2 separate regions of the Sus scrofa genome follow, and region 2 is linked to region 1. Evidence: chromatin contacts called from public Hi-C data. All regions are on one chromosome and are shown on one strand. The core of a region is the stretch at or near the end of the contact, and the rest is flanking DNA. Distances in the headings are between cores, read along the strand shown.

What was found. A called contact is a pair of places that touch in the nucleus more often than the background predicts.
Region 2: a Hi-C map of skeletal muscle shows a contact between it and region 1, with 5 times the contacts expected there. The contact joins the promoter of WDR59 here to the promoter of ZFP1 in region 1. A contact is called at or near these places in 1 of 5 promoter capture datasets (liver), 20 of 47 Hi-C or Micro-C datasets (adipose tissue, blood, brain and 9 more) and 2 of 2 datasets of contacts at active chromatin or transcription factors (alveolar macrophages and skeletal muscle).

What each region holds. Positions count from the first base shown.
Region 1 is chr6:12,547,682-12,551,075 of Sscrofa11.1, reverse strand. ZFP1 (zinc finger protein 1 homolog) reads left to right here and starts at 1,600. Exons shown (of 5, transcript XM_013998178.2): 1 at 1,600-1,696. It overlaps LDHD (probable D-lactate dehydrogenase, mitochondrial), which reads right to left and starts at 2,978. Exons shown (of 11, transcript XM_021093784.1): 1 at 2,824-2,978; 2 at 2,202-2,314; 3 at 1,805-1,946; 4 at 1,440-1,581; 5 at 1,146-1,305; 6 at 686-885; 7 at 470-598; 8 at 266-393. The coding sequence starts at 2,895.
Region 2 is chr6:12,680,469-12,683,444 of Sscrofa11.1, reverse strand. WDR59 (WD repeat-containing protein 59) reads right to left here and starts at 1,279. Exons shown (of 28, transcript XM_021093785.1): 1 at 1,087-1,279. The coding sequence starts at 1,140.

The DNA.
Region 1 (3,394 bases), core at 351-2,850:
GGCAGGTGCTCCCAAGTCTCTCGTCTTACTCCCCATCCCCAGCTGTGTTCCGGTCCCAAAGCACCTGCTACCTGGAGCCTAGCCTCCCCTTCCGGCTGGCTAGCAGTTTCCGCTTCCTCCTGAAAGCCTGCCCTCTCTCTGGCTCGAGGCCGGGGCTCCCCGCTGAGGGTTTGGCAGTTTTGTCAGCCGTGCCCTCAGCCTGCTTCTCCGGACAACAGGCTAGAGGGCGGAGGAAAGGCTCCCACGTCCACCCCAGCCCGCTCACCTTGCAGCCGGGCCGCAGGGCTAGGGCTGCGTACCAGGCGTTGTGCCGCGCCGCCCAGAGCCGGCTGCGCTCCTCGGCCTCCTTGGCCCAGGAGAAGTGGGATCCTCCATTGTGCCGGGTGATCTCTTCTGTGGAAGGTCGAGGGTTGACACTGGCCCCGCTCCGGGGCAGCCCGTGCCCCCCTCCCGCAGCACCCCAGTGCACCTGTGCGCTGCACCTGCTCTGCCAGCGCCTGCTCCGAGCCATGGAACTCGAGGAAGAGTGTGGGCGCCACGCAGCAGTTCAGCTTGCTGTGCCTGTTGCATGCGTCAATCATGGCGTCATCCAGGAACTCTGGGACCAAGAAGTCCGATGAGGTGAGGACTAGCCTTCCAGACCTCCTCCAGGGCGCCCACGGGGACTGCCCAGTCCCTGGCTCACCAATGCGGGCCACAGGCACTGCAGCCTGGAGGATGTGTACAGTGCTGTCCACTGCCGCTTGGATGCTGGGGAAGGCACAGGTGGCGGCCACCGTGGCCTCAGGGACAGGGTGCAGGCGCAGGGTGGCGGCTGTGATGAGTCCCAGGGTCCCCTCGGAGCCCACAAAGAGCCCGGTGAGGTTGTAGCCCGCTGCGCTCTTCCTAGGCCCGAGGACATGAGGGTGAGCGCCCAGGCCACGAGACTATGGATTTTTGGCCAGAAGCCAGGTGGGGAGCTGCGCCCAAGGTCTGCGCTGGCCCCCTCGGGTGCAGACTGCCACCAAGGCAGCCTTTCCCTGGCACAGCCCGAATCGGCCTCAAGCAGGGGGAGCAAACCCTGGGACCCTCACTTTCGGCCCACGGACATTTTCACAACCCGCTTCTCCAAGAGGCCCCGGTGGCTGCCGGTAGAGGGCGCTCACCGGAAGTGCCGGCCGGGCCCCGCGGTGTGGAGCAGCCGCCCACCAGGCAGCACCACCTCCAAGTTCAGCACGTTGTCGCGCATGGTGCCATAGCGCACAGCGTTGGTGCCCGAGGCCCCGGTGGCCACCATGCCGCAAAGAGAGGCGTCTGCACCCGGATCTGCGGGGCAGAGGTCAGGCAGAAGGCAGCCTGGGGCAGGCGCCCATGGGCAGAGGGGTCCCCCTAAGCCCCAGAAACACCCGTGCCACCAGGGAGCCCTCCCAGCCCAGGAACGGCCTCGAGCCCCAGCCTACCCACGGGGAACCAGAGACCACTGTCCCGCAGGTGGGTGTTGAGAGCTTTGCGGGTGACGCCGGGTTCCACCAACACGGAAAAGTCTTCTAGATTCAGCTGCAGGATTCGGTCCATGTGGGTCAGGTTGACGCAGACACCGCCCTGGCCGGAAGGGTGCCAGCGTTTGCTAACCAAGGTCTTTCCCCAGGACACAGACCCGAGAACCCCAGCTCGTGGCCGACCTCTCAGCAGCCAGACCAGAGCCCCAAGACGGCAGGTAAGGAGGCTGGAGCTGGCTAGCCGTGGGTGGTGGAGGAGGCAGAGGGCAGGGTGGCAAGTGTGATGGGACTAGGATCTGGCCAGGGGAGGAGGCCACCATACATACCTGCACCGCACAGACTCCACCCTCAAGCCCGGTGCCTGTGCCAAACGGGATGATGGGCACGCCTTGGTCATAGCACAGGGCTGCCAGCTGGCTGACCTGCTCCACATTCTGGGGCCACACCACAGCGTCAGGAGGTTGGCACCTGCAACCAGACCCTCAGCCACTTAGGGGCGTGTGGTGCCCTCTGGTCCTGCTCAAATTTGAAGCAGCCAGAGGTATTGCAGGGCCTGAGGCTGCACAGTGGGCCAGGGGCAGAGCGCACCCTTCTGGAGGTGAAGAGGAGGGGTGGAGAAGGCCAGAGCACCCAGAAACGGATGGGCGGGGTGGGGGTGGGCGCAGAAGACAACCCAGGACCCTGGCTCTCAGCCAGGGGCTCTGATGGGGGCGGGCCTCCCACCTGTGAAAGGACTCATCGCGCCCGTGCTGCTCTCGGACCGCAGCGGCGGTAGACACGTGCGGGCTTCCCACGACTGCCTTCAGAGCCTCCACAAAGCCTTTGCTGAGTTCGCCCTGCAGGGGACAAACACCCTGGCAGGGTCTCTCAAAGACGCCAGAGGCCATCCGGCCAGGGGGAGGCGTCAGAGTGGCGCTTCAATGGCCCGTGAACAGAGGCACCCACACCTCCATGCTGCCTCGGCCAGGGGCTCATGGGGCTCTCAGAGCCCTTCCGTGGATTTCGTCCCATTTTACAGATGGGGAAACGAGGCCAGCAAGTCAGAGACAGGGCCTGGCCTAGAACGCAGCTCCTTGCTGCCCAAGCGCTGTTTTAAGCCCCAAAGCGTCCCTGTGGAGTCCACAGACCTTCCAGCTGAAACCCCCCAGCCCCACTCATGGCAGCTGTGGGGGCCTGGGCCTACTTTACTCAGTACCCACATTTGACCCGGGGTGGGGGTTGGGTGGAAGGGATGTGAGCCAGGTGGGTGATTCTTTGCCCAAAGTCTCCGGGTTGCTGGAGCAGCACAGAGCCTGGCGGAAACTTGGCATAGGGTCCCCAGCCTCCAAGCCCCCCCCCCACCTACCTGTGTCCCCCTGGAGCAGTAGCCCCTCCAGGGGAACAGCCGCCAGGTTGCAGCCCGGAGCAGGCAGGCCATAGCTGGGCAGAAGCCAGCAGCCACCCCAGCCTAGTAATTCTGCTGGGGGCAGGGCTGCTTAAGGTGGCGCCGTTTTAAGGTGGCCCCGCCAGACCTCGGAGTCCACTCCTTAAAGGAGAGGCGGAGCTTACTAAGCATAAAGGGAAACAACAGAGGCCACTTGCTGGCTTAAGACTGTGTACTTACCCTCCATCCAGGCTGGGGTTTGGCACACACCCTTGCCCTTTCTCACCTTGCAAGTCCCAGATCCACTGTCACAGTTAGATGGAGGGTATGAGGAGGGAAGCACAGGGAAGCTCTTGGGGGATGGTTTGGGGCAGGGCAGTGAGGCAAGCCAGGAGGACTTCCTGGAAGAGGAGCACTTTAAGGATGAGCAACGGTTCACCAGATAAGTGAAGGAAAAGACTATTGCATCCCTTTGTCTCCACTCTCCCACTGGGCATATCCCAGAATTGTGCGGAGAGATGTGGCTGCTACTTTTGAAACTATTTCAAGCTCA
Region 2 (2,976 bases), core at 30-2,529, 130 kb before region 1:
GGCCAGGGGTCGAACTTGCATCCTCTTGGATGCGAGTCGGGTTCATTAACCGCTGAGCCATGACGGGAACTTCAAAAAAAAAAATTCTTGGAGTTCACGTCGTGGCTCAGTGGTTAACGAATCTGACTAGGAACCACAAGGTTGCGGGTTCAATCCCTGGCCTTGCTCAGTGGGTTAACGATCCGGCGTTGCCATGAGCTGTGGTGTAGGTTGCAGTCGCGGCTCGGATCCCGCGTTGCTGTGGCTCTGGCGTAGGCCGGCGGCTACAGCTCCGATTGGACCCCTAGCCTGGGAACCTCCATATGCCGCGGGAGCAGCCCAAGAAATGGCAAAAAGACAAAAAAAAAAAAAAAAAGTACTAAGTTTCCTTTAGGCTCACCATGTGTCCAGCACTGTGCCACACATTTTAAGTGTATGACCTCATAAAAATTCTCACATCAATCCTTTAAGAGAGACACAATTGGCACCTCTTACAGGTGAGAAAAGATGCACAAAGGGTGATGACAGGCTAAGATATGAGCTGGGATTCGAACCGAGCAACACACGAAATGCATACGCCTCTTCACTGCGCGGTATCTTCCACTACCCTAGCATCAGAGACCACTTAAAGGTTTAAGCGCTGAAACGGGCACCTCGCGTGCAGTTTTTTATTAACTCCATTCCATCAAAGTTCTGTGAGGCAGGGTTCAATACATCTACCTAAGGCTCAGAGAAGTTCTGCAACTTGCCCAAAGTCACTAGGTGCAGGGGGAGCAAACACCCCCTCGCTCTCCACTCCGGTGGTGGGAAGCCTTCCCTCAGCGCTCACTAGAGCGCAATATCTGCACTTGGATATCCTCAGGCCGACCCCACTCCTGTATCCACGAGGGAAACCCCGAAACCTCGCCCATGGCAGCCCCAACCACCCCCAACGGTCTTCAAGGTAACCCTCATCCACTCAGCTCTGACACCTCCAGGTCACCCCCTTGACCATCTCCCCAGCCCGGGCTGGGGGTCGCCAGCCGCCCTGAGACAGACCCGGCAGCGTGGGGGAGGGGAACTGGGAAGGGCGCATGCTCAGAAGGCTCCATTTGGTCCCCAGCTCACCTGGGAGTCGCGGAATTCCACCACCACGTTCTCGCTGCTCCATCTCGCCGCCATTTTCCGCGCCCAGCCGTCGGGACACGAGAACTACGCGTCCCTACCTCAGACACCCGCGTTCCTGGGCTCGGCGAGCCCCACGCAGCCCGCGAGTCAGTGCTGCCACGCCCCGTCCTCGCTTCTGCCTGACCGCAAACTATTGGCTGACCCAAACACTGGCTCCACCCCCTCTTCCCGGATCCTCCAATTGTGGCACGGCGCCTGCCCCCCGAAAAAGGTACGACCCCCTTCACTCCGTCACGGCGTGGGTCACTTTCGCCCCTCGCGGCTGCGGATACCGCCCCCCCCCCTGCCGCGAGCTCTGCCGGGAGTTGTAGTCCAAAGTATGGACAACCGGGGAAGAGCTTGCAGGTTAGAGTTTGGCCGAGGGGAGGTGCGTGTTTTTCCAATCCGTCTCCTCGACGGTGTCAATGGCAAGGCCCAGACTGCATAAAAACCAAAGCTGAGCATTAGTGCAAACCAATGATTATCTCTTACCTCGAAGCCTGGCGCAAAGGCATTGAAAAGGGTAAATGCGCGATTCAATACAGTTTTATACAGTACAGCAGCGCCAGCTAAAATGTCTAGGGACCTGGGGGAGGGGGGTCTACGAAGGCAAAAAATGTCACTGTTATACTAAGAAGTTATTTGCTTTTTTCTTTTTCCTTCACAAATGCACAGTGTTTTTCACAGGTTAGTTACTACTTTTTTTTTTTTTTTTTTTTTTTTTTTGGTCTTTTTGCTATTTCTTGGGCCGCTCCCGCGGCATATGGAGGTTACCAGGCTAGGGGTCGAATTGGAGCTGTAGACGCCGGCCTACGCCAGAGCCACAGCAACGCGGGATCCGAGCCGCGTCTGCAACCTACACCACAGCTCACGGCAACGCCGGATCTTTAACCCACTGAGCAAGGCCAGGGATTGAACCCTCAACCTCGTGGTTCCTAGTCAGATTCGTTAACCACTGCGCCACGACGGGAACTCCTTAATACACATTTGTAACAGATTGAATGTAGAAGCAGGTGTGAAAATCTAGGATTTTTCTCTTAAGCCAATCATTAAAGAAAGTTGCCACTGTTCCCACTAAAGCTGTTTTGTTTTGGAAAATAAAGTTACTTTTCATTTACAAAATGTATTGTTAATGTTAACGCTCATTGACGTGTAAATTAATTTTTTTTTTGTCTTTTGTCCTTTTAGGGCCACACCCACAGCATATGGAGGTTCCCAGGCTAGGGGTCTAATTGGACCTGTTAGCTACGCCACAGCCACAGCCACACCACATCCGAGCCACGTCTGCAACCTACACCACAGCTCACGGCAACACCAGATCCTTAACCCACTGAGGGAGGCTAGGATCGAACCTGCAACCTCATGGTTCCCAGTAGGATTCGTTTCTGCTGCGCCACCACAGGAATGCCAAAATTTTTTAATTATTAGTGTTAATATCTGATGAACTAGACATAAAAGTTTGGGGGGATCATTAATAATTTTCAAGAGTGTAAAGGGGGAGTTCCCAGGTGGCACAGTGGGTTAAGGATCACTGCTGTGGCTCAGATTCCATCCCTGGCCCTTGGAACTTCCATGCCATGGGCCCAGCCAAAAACTAAAACCAAAAAAAAAAGTGCAAAGGGGACCTGAGATCAAAAAGTTGGAAAACCGCTATGCTAATACAGGGAATGGCCACTAAGTTCTCTTCCTCAGCTCCAACCTCTGAAATCCTGGGCTTAACTGGTTTAGCCTCAGTTTCTCTACAGAAGGAGAAAATTCATTTGGTTGTCCTAAGGAGTTAACCATTAACCACAAGGCCTGGAATATAACCAATCCTCAAGTGTAAACTGTCCCTATTGGGTTTTTTTGGTG